Regions from separate parts of the Sus scrofa genome. Here regions 1 and 2 are each linked to region 3. The links are chromatin contacts, called in public Hi-C and HiChIP or PLAC-seq maps. All regions are on one chromosome and are shown on one strand. Each heading gives the region's core, a stretch centred on a gene start, on an enhancer-like site or on the middle of the called end of the contact. The rest is flanking DNA. Distances are from core to core; before and after follow the strand shown. Region 1 holds the start of NFYB (nuclear transcription factor Y subunit beta). Region 2 holds the start of TDG (G/T mismatch-specific thymine DNA glycosylase). Region 3 holds the start of KANSL2 (KAT8 regulatory NSL complex subunit 2).

Evidence for each region. A called contact is a pair of places that touch in the nucleus more often than the background predicts. HiChIP or PLAC-seq counts read pairs in DNA pulled down with a chosen protein or histone mark.
Region 1: a contact with region 3 is called in a Hi-C map of skeletal muscle, with 6 times the contacts expected there. The contact joins the promoter of NFYB here to the promoter of KANSL2 in region 3. A contact is called at or near these places in 2 of 47 Hi-C or Micro-C datasets (retroperitoneal adipose tissue and skeletal muscle).
Region 2: a contact with region 3 is called in an H3K27ac HiChIP or PLAC-seq map of alveolar macrophages. The contact joins the promoter of TDG here to the promoter of KANSL2 in region 3. A contact is called at or near these places in 2 of 2 datasets of contacts at active chromatin or transcription factors (alveolar macrophages and skeletal muscle).

What each region holds. Positions count from the first base shown.
Region 1 is chr5:80,331,104-80,335,901 of Sscrofa11.1, forward strand. NFYB (nuclear transcription factor Y subunit beta) reads left to right here and starts at 3,410. Exons shown (of 8, transcript NM_001144930.1): 1 at 3,410-3,946.
Region 2 is chr5:80,489,714-80,494,140 of Sscrofa11.1, forward strand. It overlaps TDG (G/T mismatch-specific thymine DNA glycosylase), which reads right to left and starts at 2,582. Exons shown (of 10, transcript XM_021092634.1): 1 at 2,369-2,582. The coding sequence starts at 2,391.
Region 3 is chr5:79,303,157-79,308,290 of Sscrofa11.1, forward strand. KANSL2 (KAT8 regulatory NSL complex subunit 2) reads right to left here and starts at 2,412. Exons shown (of 10, transcript NM_001244880.1): 1 at 2,367-2,412; 2 at 1,536-1,794; 3 at 1-118. The coding sequence starts at 1,786.

The sequences.
Region 1 (4,798 bases), core at 2,160-4,659, 1.0 Mb after region 3:
CAGGGGTCACGGAAAGTCTCCTCAAAGAGATGAGGCCTCAAAGATGAAAAAGAGCCAGTGAAAAACTTAAGGCAAGTGCCTGGTGTGTGTGTGTGTGGCAAAGCTGATCCTTCCAGCCCCTTCAGGGCAGAGAATGGATGGAGAGGACGGGGTGCGAGCAGATGAGGAAGGTGGAACGAGACAATACTATAATAGACACTGTCATCACGGGAATTTATGAGGCCTCATTAAAGGAATACAGTAAAATCCAACTGAGAAATCTTCATTGTGCCAGGGATTCTGTTTTAATGTTGCTGAATTCAGGAGTTCCGTCATGGCTCAGGGGAAACGAATCTGACTAGTATCCATGAGGACGTAGGTTCGATCCCTGGCCTTGCTCAGTGGGTTAAGGATCTGGGGTTGCCGTGAGCTCAGATCTGGCCTTGCTGTGGCTGTGGCGTAGGCCAACAGCTACAGCTCCAATCTGACCCTTGGCCTGGAACCTCCATATACCATGGGTGTGGCCCTAAAAAAAAATAATGTTGCTGAATTATGACTCCTGCATATGGTGGTATAAGGGGCAGTTGCAATATACAGATTAGGGAAGGAAAAAAGACAATCAATTGTCTTCTGACTTTTAATACAAAGTCTAGGTTAGTCTAGATAATGTCTCTTCCAAGACATTAAATTGTGATCCACATCTCTCAGTTTCACCATGGGGTCATGAAAAATGGGAACACTTACTGGCTTAATGAACACATGTTGCTGGGGCAGGTTCACCTGGGATCAACAGCAGAGGGTGTGTGGACTGGGTTTCCAGTCTCCTGAGTTACCTCCTGGGGTAAAGAGAGTGCTTTATTTACCTTTGTAGCCCTGGGGCTCCTAGCACAGTGCTTGGTAGACACTAGAGGGGCTGAACAGTTCTTTCTGTTGGATCTAAATTAAGCACATAGACTAGACCCATGGAATTGAAATAATACCATATTAACTCAGGAAAAGTCGGCTATCTTTGTGTTTTTTGTTTGTTTGTCTTTTCTAAGGCCGCATCTGCGGCATATGGAGGTTCCCAGGCTAAGGGTCTAATGGGAGCTGTAGCTGCCAGCCTACACCACAGCTCATGGCGACACCGGATCCTTAACCCACTGAGCGAGGCCAGGGATCGAACCCGCAACCTCGTGGTTCCTAGTCAGATTCTTTAACCACTGAGCCACTACGGGGAACACCATATCTTTGCATTTTTTGGTTCATCATCCAGTGTGTGGATTAGTCATACTTCTCCCTGTTCTATGACTTCTCAAAGGCTCTTTTCTGCCTTTGAGAGCATCATTTCACTCCCCAAACTCCACTTTATGGGTAATCATAAAGAAAGGGAGGAGTTAAACACAGGCCAGTTTACTCCTTTTTTTTTTTTTTTAGCATAAAAGAGTTTTTTAAAAGTTTGATAACGATCGAAATTCATGTGATAAAAAGATCTTAATGGGCCAACTTTTTTAGGGCTTTCTATGTGCATTTACTTTAAATGACTTCCAAACCATCCTAAGAAGGAGTTAGGAAGTCCCCATTATAAAGGTAAGGAAACGATCAGAGAGGTGAATTTGGCCAGGGCCACTGAAGCCAGTAAGTGGGGGAGCTGGAATTCAAATCAGGTTGTCTGATCCCATTGTGGCATTGCTATTTATTTCTCTTGGAATATCTGGAGGCTTTCATTGGTCTTTGCTTCCTTATTTGCTCGGGAAATGTGAAAATATGCGGAGAAACAGTAGGAGCTTTATAAATAAAACATGGCTATATATTTTTAAAAGATTAAAGCTGGAAAGTTTAATGTGGCACCGGGCCACTTGTTTAGTGGAAGTAAAGGGAACGATTCCCGGCTCTGGTTGCAAAAATCCTGCCCCCTTTGTAGTGTGTGGTGTCTGGCTCACCGCCCATCTGTGAGAGTCACAGCCGAGGGAAGTCCTACACAGACGCAGTCAGGGAAAGACAGGCAGAGAGCCTGGTTGCGCGGAGGCAAGAAGGGGCCATGGATTCTGGCAGCTCAAATATCATCTGGTTGGGAAAAGCCACATGGCATGTCGCAAATACTGTGCGGGTGGGGCATATGCAACATTTTAAGCTGGGGTGAAGGCTGGCTGGACTGAGCAGGTTGTTAAACCTAAAGCAGAGGATTGTATCTTTAGGTGAAATCTGAAAAAACGAACGGGGAGCTCGGTGACCGAGAGGGAGCGTTGTGCATGTGGCAAACTTAACAGGGGCACAAGGCGAACAGCTGGCGCTGAAAGCATACCAGGAGGTAATCGCCGTTCAGATCCACCCTGTAGCTCGAGTGTCGCCTGGCCGGCAGCTTTTGCCCTTGGTTTCCCCTTCTTAAAACTCGAGGCGCAGGCAGGCTGCACTTTGGCGGGTGAGACACTTCCACGTGCGCCAGGGGAGGGGATGGAAAAGAGAGGGAGAGCTGAGAAATCATGCGCAAGACGTGGGGAAAATACCGCGGAAAGCCCGCACTGACCTTAGCACCGAGCCCCAGCCCTAGTCCCTGCCGAGGAAAAAGCCACCCGCGGGCTCCGCTCGCGCCGCAGGACCGACTCGCGGCGGCCTGCAGCGGGCTCTGCGGGCTGCTCAGCGCACGGGGCGGGGCTGGGGGCGGGGCCGTGCCGGGGCGGGGCCGCGCCGGGCGGGCGCGCGGGAGCTGCGGAGGGAGGGTGTCGCGCCGAGGGAAGCGGCCCGCGGCGGAGGGAGGGAAGGCCGAGTCCTGGAAGCGGAGCTCCGCGCTGGGACTGGTTCCTTCGCAGCCATTTTCTGTCCAACCAAACAGCCGATTGGAGACGGGAGCCAACCAGGGCTGCATTGGAGGTTTGTGTCTCGCTTCGGCCAATGATCGCTCCTAAACCGACTCCACTTTAGCTCGAATGAAATGTCCGTCTCCTCCCGGCGCCGTCCCCGCCGCCAACGCCGCCGCGGCCGGGGGCACTTGGCTCACTCCCGCCTGCCCGCCCTCCCGCCCGGGCCGGGGCCGGGGCCGGGCCGGCGCCTGCGAGGCCTCCCCCGCTGCGGGCCCGGCTGGGAAGCGGGCGCTGGGCCGCGGCGCGGCTCTTTGTGCGCCCGGCCGAGGAGCGGCGGGACGCGGGCCAGGCCGCCTCCTGCTCGCCGCCGCCGACCTCCGGGCCCGAGGCCGAGGAGGGGGCGCCGGGGCACCGTCGGGCCCCGCTCTCGGTGGCGTCCGGGCCGGCTCCATTTTGTGTGGCGAGCCGGCTGGGGGCGGGAGGATGCAGCCTGGACCCCCGGCCCCGATCCTCCTCCTCCGCCGCGCGGGGGCTCCCGGGGAGCGCCCCTCTTCCGCCCGCCACTCCGCGGGGGCATGGCAGGGCCGGGCCGCTTTGTCTGCCCCGGCACCCCGGGCGCCGCGCGGCGGGCGGGCGTTAGGCGCGGGCCCCGGGCCTGAGCCGGCCGAGTAGGGGGGATGCCTGCCCGGGGTGTCCGCGCCGCCCAGGCGGGACCGACAGGTCGGCCGGGCGGACGGTGGGACCCGGGCCAGCCCGCGCACCTTCGTGGGGAGGAAGCGAGGTCCCCGGGAGGAAGGAGTGGATTTGGTTTCCCCGCAGTCTGGTTTACGCGTATAGAATGCAGCCATCTGGCGGCTTGCGGTCCCTGGACTTGCCCCGAAGGTGGGAAGGAAGCCTTCCGGATTGGACTAAGGTTTTAATCTTCGGTGGGAGGCGGGGAGGATATACCGGGCCTCAGGAGTAGTCTTGGAGAACAAAGAATTAGAAGAGCACCTACAAGACGAAATCTCGCCCAGAGTACTCTAAAAGATGGTTTAAGCAAGGTTAAGTAGCATATGACCTTTTAAAAAATAGCATCCCAGCCTGCATGGACTGCACGGTTCCGTGCCACGAGTCACTGGGGTGGTTTCGGCTCTCTTGTATGGAGACAAGTCAGAAATACAAAGTGATGAGGTGAACTGATCAATGTAAGTGGCATTAACAAATAGGGGGTTTTATTAGTAAAGTTTAACCAAAATTCCTTAAGAGGCAATTATTCCGTTCTCACTCTGCTCCCGTAGTTCAATTTAAGGCTTATATTGGTGCAAAACTCTGGTTGTTGATGCCAAAGAATGGAGGGTGGAGGAAGGGTCTGCTGCTTTTCTTGGATACAGATTTCTTTAAACATTAAACATATGTATGCATTGCCTTGAGCTTTCACATATATCATAACCTGCCTGTAAGAAAATATATACCATGTGAGGTGATAGTGTTTCTCTTTAATATATTGAATCTAAACATATACTGACTCAACTATTTGGGTGAGTGATTGTGGTGAGGTGTGGCACCACCCCAACCCCCAGCAAAAATACATAAATATAGACAGCTCCTGTATTTTAAGTGTTCTGAGGATCTCTCTCCTCCCCCCACGGCACCTTTAAAAAATGACACTTCTAGCTACGAGGAAGGAATTTTCTGGGCAGCTTTGGGGTTAGAGTGAAGATGATATTTGGAAAGAAATTAGAAATTGCTTTTGGGATTACAGAACAGTAGACAATGTCAGCCAGTCTTTGCTGCATGGACCCTTGTAGTAGCATTTGAAAATTCAATTTGGTGGTTAGAGTTTTTTCTGTTTGCTAGATTTCATGCTTGAATGCATATCAGTATTTTGTCTTCTTTTAAAAATTAGCACAGAAAGGATATGTCTTTGTCTCCCCCCCCTTTTTTTCCCTTGAAAAAAGGGGAAGAGCAAATGAGAATGGAAATTGTAACATCGTAATTGATGCCAATTTATTCAACTATTTATGCCTTACAGTGAGAATGAAGTGCTATTGAGATGC
Region 2 (4,427 bases), core at 1,332-3,831, 1.2 Mb after region 3:
AGTCAGTGATTTCCACACATACAGAGAAAGAGCAGAAAGTAAGACAGAACAGACCCAAAGGCATTTTTTCTTTTTTTTTTATAGGGCCCCATGGCATATGAAAGTTCAATCAAAGTCAATAAATTCCAGGACAGACTCCACTTTTGGGGAAAAAAACAGACCCATGTATTTACTTTCCGGCTGTAGGCCTCTCTCCTACTGACTGCAAGTTTTGAACAAATGTTGTAATTTGGCCTCTCACTTGGCTCACCTGGGCCAGAAAACATGATTTCTGTTACAGGAGCTAAAAGTTCTGCTCAGTGTCCTCACTCATCTTGGGCTTTAAATTTCTCTTACAGACATTCGGCCATTTTCCATCTACAATCATTTTTATTAAGATGAATGAAAAGTAAAAATCAGAACTAATAAGCACTTTTTTTTTTTAGGGCCACACCGCATTCGGAAGTTCCCAGGCTAGGGTGTCAAATCGGAGCTGTAGCTGCTTGCCACAGCCACAGCCACGCCAGATCTGAGCTGGGTCTGTGACCTACACCACAGCCACCACAGCGCACGGCAATGCCAGATCCTTTATCTACAGGGGTCAAACCCAAATTCTCATGGATACCAGTTGGACTGTTTCCACAGCACCACAAGGGTAACTCCCTCCAGTCATTTTAAATTTGGCATCACTTTCCATCTTTGGTAAATGTCCTTTTCACACGCTTGAGCTCATTAGACACACACCGGTCGTCTTCTTCCTTTTTCCCTCCCTGGTTAGACTCTAAGTACTTGTTTAGACACTTCAACTATCTTCTCTTTTCCAAAAAAAGTTTATATCCATGAAATGTTTTTCTTTGAATTTGCTGAAATTAAGCTTCTAAAATCAAGTCACTCTGCGCAACATTCCATGCCACTCCTTGATTAGCACAAAGCCAAGGATGACAGAGAACCACTTCCTCAGGATTACCTGGGGTCTGAGTCATTTCAGAATCCCCAAGGATAAACTCCTTAGAGTATTAAGACAGAATTCTCCATATTTTTCAAGGTGAAAGCTTTTCATGTCAAAAAAACAAAAAAAAAGGTCTATAATCCAATGGATTACGATAAAATATAAGTAAGACACTTTTGAGCTAAACATTGTACCAGAGAGAACTATCACCTTACTTTAAGATGCAGAGTAAGGTTTTACAATGAGAACAATCCCCCACCCCACATTCCAGAACCTGCAGGATGGCCGACTAGTCGCCATCATTTTACATAAAGGACTTGAGCATCCACAGATTTTAGTATTCATGAGAATCCAAGAACAAATGTACTTTGGATACCAAGGGATGATGGTAATTTATATGATGGTTGGCTTTACTCCAGTTTTAATTCTTAAGATCATAAAGCTGAGACTGATTTCCACAAGTTCTGGTGAATTTTTTTATTTCTAAAGTTCTTCAGGGAAAGCAGTGGAGTTATTTCGGAATTTGACCCATGTATCTCCTTCCTTAAACTCTAAGACCATCTGTGTTGGTTACTAACGCCCCTTCCACGTAACACCCATTTACAGCGTGTCCGAACTGGATTCTACACACGTCCTAATGACAGACATGCACAGGCTCAGAGAAGTTTAGCGTCTTGCCCAAGTTCAGGGCCCACTAGTCAGAGTATCAGGATAATACTTCATTGGGTCTAATTCCAAGGTAAACCATTTGCTTTCTTTTTAAACACTGTTACCCTATTTAGTTTTTTTCATTTGGCTTCCGTCGGTTCAAATTTCGAAATCTCTGCTTTGCAAAACTCTCCACCTAACATTCCCCAAAGGACATGTTACAAGTAAATTCTTAAGATCGCCCCCAAGACCACTAGAAAACAGACAGTATTAGACGACTTCTGGGGAGGATTCTTCCCAATCCCAGAATTCAAGAGCTGCCGTATGGCGATGTTATCTACCTTGTGTCCCTGACCCAAAACTCTGAAGAAGCCACCGTAAACCCACAATTCTAAAATGACAACTCCTCGAGTGATACGTGAAATCTTTACTGCTTTGTACGACAACAGAGGGTGAAGGGAAATGCAGCCAAAAAAGTAACCGGAAAGAAATAACTAGAGACTGCTTCTTGCTTATTACCACATTTTAAAGCCGACACGATACACAGTAGGCTTTAGGACGGGCCCGGATGCCGGTCAAGCCGCGACAGCCTTCCGGACTAGGAGTGGCCGGAGCAGGCCGGCAGTGCGCACGCGCGGCCCTGGCCTTTGTACTCCAGCCGCGGCCTTAAAGACCCCCTGCGTGCCTGCGTGCGTGCGTGAGTGCGTGCGTGCGTGCGTGCATGCGCCCGCCCGCGGCCAGACCATCGCGAGGGGCGCCGGGGGGAGGGGCGACGCTCCGCCCCGGCCTTACCTGCTCGCGTTCTCTGCTTCCATTCCCTGCTGCAGCTGGCGCACGCGGGTACTCCGGCCAGGCAAGTGAGCGCGTGGCCTCTGAGGTACCACGGCGCACGTACAGCGGTCCAATAACCAGTCTCTTGGACTCGATGGCCGGCAGAACGGGACAGCTCCTAGAGCTCAAGCTCCTCCCCCAAGCTTCCAGTTCCCCCTCCCCCCCAACCCAGACCCACCCTCCGCGCAGGGCTTCCGTCAGCTCTAAGCCAAATCCCACGCCCTGCGCCTATCACGTGATCCAGGGCAGCCCAATCATATTTGCTCCCCTCTCGTTGGTTTTACTCGCCACTTGGCCTTTCGGGAAGGGTGGAGGATGAAAAGTCTGGGAGGGAGTGCTTACGTAGGCTTTGTCCTCCATGACGTTTAGTGTGGGTGGGTGGTGGTGCGCACGAGATGGCACTGTCATCTGTGTGGGCGCTAGGTAGGTGGGGCGATTATCCTTATCAGAATTAGCCAGGCCTTTACAAAAACGTTTTATTCGGATTAAAAACAGCGACTTGCATTATTAGGTGATTACTGTGCTATATGGGAAAACCGAAACTTTGGAATCAGAATTCCTGGGAGTCCTGGAGTTCCCGTCGTGGCGCAGTGGTTAACGAATCCGACTAGGAACCATAAGGTTGCAGGTTCGATCCCTGGCTTGCTCAGTGGGTTAACGATCCGGCGTTGCCGTGAGCTGTGATGTAGGTTGCAGACGCGGCTCGGATCCCGCGTTGCTGTGGCTCTGGTGTAGGCCGGTGGCTACGGCTCCGATTCAGCCCCTAGCCTGGGAACCTCCATATGCCGCGGGAGCGGCCCAAGAAATAGCAACAACAACAAAAAAGACAAAAGACAAAAAAAAAAAAAAACAAAGAAAGAAATATAAAATGTAATGCATTGGAGTTCCCGTTGTGGCTCAGTGGTTAACGAATCCGACTAAGAACCATAAGGTTGCAGGTTCGATCCCTGGCTTGCTCAGTGGGTTAACGATCCGGCGTTGCCGTGAGCTGTGGTGTAGGTTGCAGACGTGTTTCGGTTCCCGCGTTGCTGTGGCTCTGGCGTAGGCCGGCGGCTACAGCTCCGATTCGACCCCTAGCCTGGGAATCGCCATATGCCATGGGAGCGGCCTAAGAAATGGCAAAAACAACAACAACAACAAAAAGTAATGCATTACATAAACCGTCCTCTGCTTTACTTTGGATACGTAAAAATATAAGTTTGAAGTCTATGATGGTAGGTGGTATTCAAGCATCACCTCCTTACAACCCGGATAAACCCCTCTGTTTTATTTACCCATGGCTGTTGCAGCTCGTTTTTCTCAGGTTGTCACTGGCCTTTGTACAAGGACTCCATTAAATAACTCGATGGAAATAGGCTTGTCTGTTCTAGTTTGCATGATGGGATACTTACTGTATTAGTTAGCTTTCCATGGTTTATGCTGTGGTGCCATATAAGTCCATGATCTCTGGTTTACAGCAACTAGAGTTTGTTTCTCCCTCGGTAATAATGCGGTCTGGAAAAGGGTTGAGGCTCTGTGTTGCTTATGCCTTCATTCTAGGATCCAGGAAACGGCTTTCATGAGCAAATACAAAAATATTAATTTGTATTATGAGTTGCTTAAGTGAAAGTTCTAACATTTTTAAACTTTTCAGAACTGTTAGAAATACTCTGTTCATTAGTAGGTATCACTCAGAACCTGATTCATTGTAGATATTCAGTGAATTTTTGTTGAGTGAACGAATTAACAATAGCCCATTCTTTTTGGTTTTGCTAACTGCTCAGGAGCACAGTCTAGAAAAGTTTTATTTTTTTATTTTATTTTATTTTTTTGTGTGATTTTTATCTAACTTTATTTTTTTAAGGATTTTTTTTAACAATTTATTTTTTTCCCACTGTACAGCAAAGGGATCAAGTTATCCTTACATGTATACATTTTTCCCCCACCCTTTGTTCTGTTGCAACATGAGTATCTAGACATAGTTCTCAATGCTACTCAGCAGGATCTCCTTGTAAATCTATTCTAAGTTGTAGAAAAGTTT
Region 3 (5,134 bases), core at 1,162-3,661:
AGCATATGAGCTCAGCTGGCACAAGAGTGTTTCACCCACAGGCCCTGGATTCGTCTTCTTCATTTGAGCATGAAGTGCTAGAGCATTCCTACGGGCATGTTCAGCACAGAAGGACACCCTAAGGAGATAAAATATTCACGTTTATACTCAGGTTCCTTCCTGAAGGAGTTCAGTGATTTTTAGAGACACTGATCATTAGATTATTTTCAGGAAACTAAAATGACCATTGTCTTCATTTATAAATTAAAAATGTCAATGAGGCAAAATAAATTAACTGGCCCAAGACCAACTCATTTGGTATTACTAAAGGGAAATGCAGGTAACAAAACCTAGTGCTCTACCCATTAAACAAAACATTCCAACTATAAAAACGCTGACATTTCACAACATCATCAGAGATCCACTTCCATCTTTCAAACTGGTTCTGGGAGCTCCCATCGTGGCGCAGCAGAAACTAATCCAACCAGGAACTGGAGGTTTCAGGTTTGATCCCTGGCCTTGCTCAGTGGGTTAAGGATCTGGTGTTGCCACGAGCTGTGGTGTAGGTCAAGACAAGGCTCGGATCCTGAGTTGCTGTGGTTGTGGTATAGGCCGGCAGCTGTAGCTCCATTAGACCCCTAGCCTGGGAACCTCCATATACCATGGGCGCAGTCCTAAAAAGACAAGGGGGAGAAAAAAAAAAAAAAAAAAAAAAGCCTGGTTCTGGAAGGCAACTCTACATTTTACTTCAGTATCAATCCACTGTAGGTAAAAGGATATGAGACACAATTTTAAAATCAAAAGATACAGACAGAATTATCTATGTTCTGCATGGATACTTTTGCTTAATTGATGAAAACCATTAAGTCTTTCCAAGAAGAATACACACACATAAAACGTGCATGGCCAAAAGAGCCATGCAACCTAAGGTTAAGAATAACCCAGAGGGAGTTCCCCTTGTGGCTCCGGTAACAAACCCAACTAGTATCTATGAGGAAGTGTGCTAATCCCTGGCCCCGCACAGTGGATTAAGGATCCAGCATTGCTGTGAGCTGAGGTGTAGGTTGCAGAGATATGGCATGGCTGTGGACCTCTAGTCTAGGAACTTCCATATGCCTCAAGTGCGGCCCAAAAAGGAAAAAGAAAAAAAGAAAAATCTAGAGTGTCCCTTTATTTTACAGGTACCAGAAAAGATCCAAAGACATTTAACGAAGTGGCCCAACTGAGAGTGGTCTCCTTCCAGTTTTCACCATTTTAAAAAGTTCTCCAAGGATATATCCATAACCTCAATGTTACAAGCATGTGACCAAAGAACTGGCCAGCTATTTCCCAGCCCACATCACTTAAAATCTAAAAGAACAGAAGTTCCCTGTACTTTTGTGGCAGGCTGCAGGTTAAGGATCCCGCGTTGTCACCACAGCAGCTGGGGTCGCTGCTGTGATGCTGGTTCCATCCCCGGGCCAAGAACTTCCACATGTCATGGACATGCCCCCAAAAAACAAAAACAAAAACCCACAATGAAAAACATAAAAGTACAGATATCTATACATATATACCCGTCTTTCTTCTCAGGCTTCGGAGCAGCACAAGGACATCTTTTTCCATTCTTTGTGGATATATAACTGCACTGCTTGAAAGGTGCATTCTTGTCTTCAAGGATATGCTTAATGCAAAACTCCTGCCCCTCCAGACGAGGCTGCGAGCATGGGCGATGAGTAAACGAACAAGACAAGGGCTCCTGAGACCTGGGCACTGGGGTGATCCTTCCCCGATTGGTCGGCAAGACGTGGATCCGAATCCTGTTCATACCAAAACCTGCAGGGTCACACAAAAGATCAAAAAGCCCTTCCCGAAAATTCCTGCCCCACAGTAACCAGGCAGACGGCGCGTGGCTTCTAAAAGACAAGCGGAAGTCACGCTCCTTAACTCCCTCCGCCCAGGTCTCCCAGCCCAAGCCTCCCCGGGCATTAGTGAATTTGCCTCACCTCAACTTCCCCCGCCAAGGCCGCCCCACGCCGACCACCACCACGGAGACTGTACGGCCGCCGCACGAGGGGGCCGCGCCACCGCCCGCACGAGGGGCCGCGCCACCGCCGCACGAGGGGCCGCGCCCGCGCCCCCACCCCCGTCTCCGCCTCCCGGCTCGCCGCCTTTGTCCCGGTCCGCCTGAGACCTCACGCCTGGGCCCTGCCCATCCTTGGCGGCGCCTGCAAGCGCCATTTTGTCCTAAGTCTCCGAGCACCGGAGAACCCAAGTCCTGGGAGATTATAAGAGGAGAGCGACCCTGACGTTGATTGAGGGAGCAGGGTAGCAGCTCTGAATGGGGAGAAAGGGCGAAGTAGTACCCCGAAGGCAAAGGCGAAGAGCAAGCAACGCCGCCATCTTACCTCCGCCGCGCGCCGCGCTGCTGCCTTCTGGCCGCGCCAGCCGCTTCTAACGCGGCCCCATTCCTTTCCCGGCTCCCACTCGCTGATTGGGCACGACGCCTACGCCTGTGCGTCACCATTGGCTGAGGCCAGCTACCTATCAAGTCTTAGGGGGCGGGGCGCTAAGAAAAGGCGCGGCTTGGGTGGCTGAGAAGAGCTGTCCGTCATCAACTTGCTCATGAAAGTGAGGCGGAGCTGAGTGCGGGCTCGGGGACCCGCTAGCAGCGCACGGTTTGTCTTTCCACCTCCCCGCATGGCTGATTTTCAGGTCGATTATGGCCGCTTTATCTGTGCACTAGGCCGCAGCTACACCACCACCGTTACACGGTAGGCACAAAATCGACAGGGAGGCCAAAGGATCGTGGTACATTTGACTCTTACTGTTTATACAGTAAAAGGCTTAGTTTTGTGAAAAGTTAATTTACGGAAACATTTTTTGAGTATTTACTGAGTCTGGAAAATTATGTATATAAACATTTCTTTTCAGAACAGTCCTAAAAAGTAGAAGCTATAATCTCCATTTTACAGATAAGATAACAGAGGAACAGAATAGGCTCGTATCTAGTAAACAGGGAATGGAGACAAATTTGAACCAGCCCTCATTCCTTTATTTTTTTTTTTTTTAATACTATTTCTGCCGCACCCGTGGTATATGGAAGTTGGTTGGCCAGGGAATCAAATCTGAACCAGAGCGTCTACCTACATCACAGCTGTAGCAACGCTGAATCCTTAACCCACTGTGCCAGGCTGGAATCACAGGCACCTGCAACAGAGACAAGCCAGATCACTAACCCACTGCTCTATAGCAGGAACTCCACGAACCATTCCCTCATTCTTTATCCCTTTATTCCTGGTCATACAGTGAAAGGCATTGGACTGAGACTTGGTAAATATGAGTTATGGTTGAGGCCTTGATTCTCTAAAATTCTGTACAATACCAAGCTAAATCATGCAGGTATATAGAAAAGGCAGGCACAATTCCAATTTTATCGTCCTTTAAGGCTTTTTAATTAAAGCATCTCTTCTTTCATCTCCACCACACCTCTGGCAGAAATAAAACAATTTGGGATCTTTTTTGCATCCCAAGCTTCACAAGCTCTCCTAGCTGTTGTCAGTTTCATTTAAGTAAGCTATTTTTCCACTACCAATGAGCAGGTGAGCATAGGGAATCTACAATGCTGGGGAACAGCAGTTTAGATAAAAAGAAGTGATTAAAACCAAAATAGGGGAGGGCTTAGAGGTGACTTTTCCCAGGGATTAGGGCAGTCCTAGAAGGCCCTTGCATGAGATTTGTTCATTCAGCAAATATTTACTGAGCACCTAAGTGCCAGCCAGTACAGATATAGAGAGAACAAGAAAGATAATCCTGCTCTTTTGGAGTAAACATTCTAGAGTAGTTTGGGATTACGGATGCAATACAACCATTAAATAGCAACTATGAGTTATATACATATGCTAACCCTCCCAACCCTCATTGGTTATAAACACCCTACAACTCAAAACTAGGGGAGGCAGCCACATTACAAAAAATTGGGGAATCTTCAACCTAATGAGGTGATATCAAAAAGCAAGAGTTTCTGCTGTGATGCAGCAGGTTAAGAATCCAGCATTGTCTCTGCAGTAGCTGGGATTTGATCCCTGGCCCAGGAACTTCCACATGCCACAAGTGTGGCAAAAAAAAAAAAAAAAAAAAAAAAAAACTAATGCTAGGACCCTGCACTTTCTGTAGTCATTGGGACAAACACTGAGAGTCATCCTTGACTTCTTTCTCTTCCAGCCTTATAGCAGGTCCTGCTGGTCCCAGCTTCAAGATATGTGACTCCTCATTACCTTCAGCATTTCCAACCTGGTCCAAGGGATTCTCATCTACTACCTTAATTATTGTGAGATTCTCCTTACCCTTGACTCCTTATAATCCATTTTCAACACAGCAGCTCAAGTGACCATTGTAAAACCTAAGCTAGATCATGTCACTTCTCTACTCACCACCTATCAATGGTGCTCTATTTCACTGTCTTTATGATGGTTTAAAAGGCCCTGTGGTATCCAGACTTCTGCTTCTCTATTCAATTTACTCTCTCCTCCTCGTCACTCAATTCCATACTAGCTACACTGACCTCCTTGCTATTTCTCAAACATGCCAGCATCTTCTCATCTCAGAACCTTTGCATTTGTTTCCTGGAATGATCTTACCCCAGACATTCCCATGGTTTGCTTTCCCCTCTTTCAGGTCCTTGTGGAACTGTAATTTCCTAAAGCCTTCTTCCCTAGCCATCTTATTTCCAACCAACAATCCTACTTACCTATATACACACACACACATACACTCACCATTCCACCTTCCCTGCTTAACATTCTACGAAGTGTTTGTCATCTAGCATATTATATTTTACTTATCTCCCCTATAACCAGAATGCAAATTCTATGAGGGCAAGATGCTTACTTTGTTTACTGCCATAGTCCCATCAGTAAACAGTATATAGCACTCGGTAGGTACTATGGATCAAACCCCCACCAGGACCTGAGCCACTACAGTGACAATGCTGGATCCTTAACCTGCTGTGCCACCGGGAAATCCCAGGTACTATTCTCTATTTTTTATTTATTTGCTTTTATTTTTTGCCACACTCTTGGGATATAGAAGTTTCGGGGCCAGGAATCGAATCCGAACTGCAGCTTTGACCTATGCTGCAGTGGCTACAACACCCAATCCTTAACCCACTGTGCTG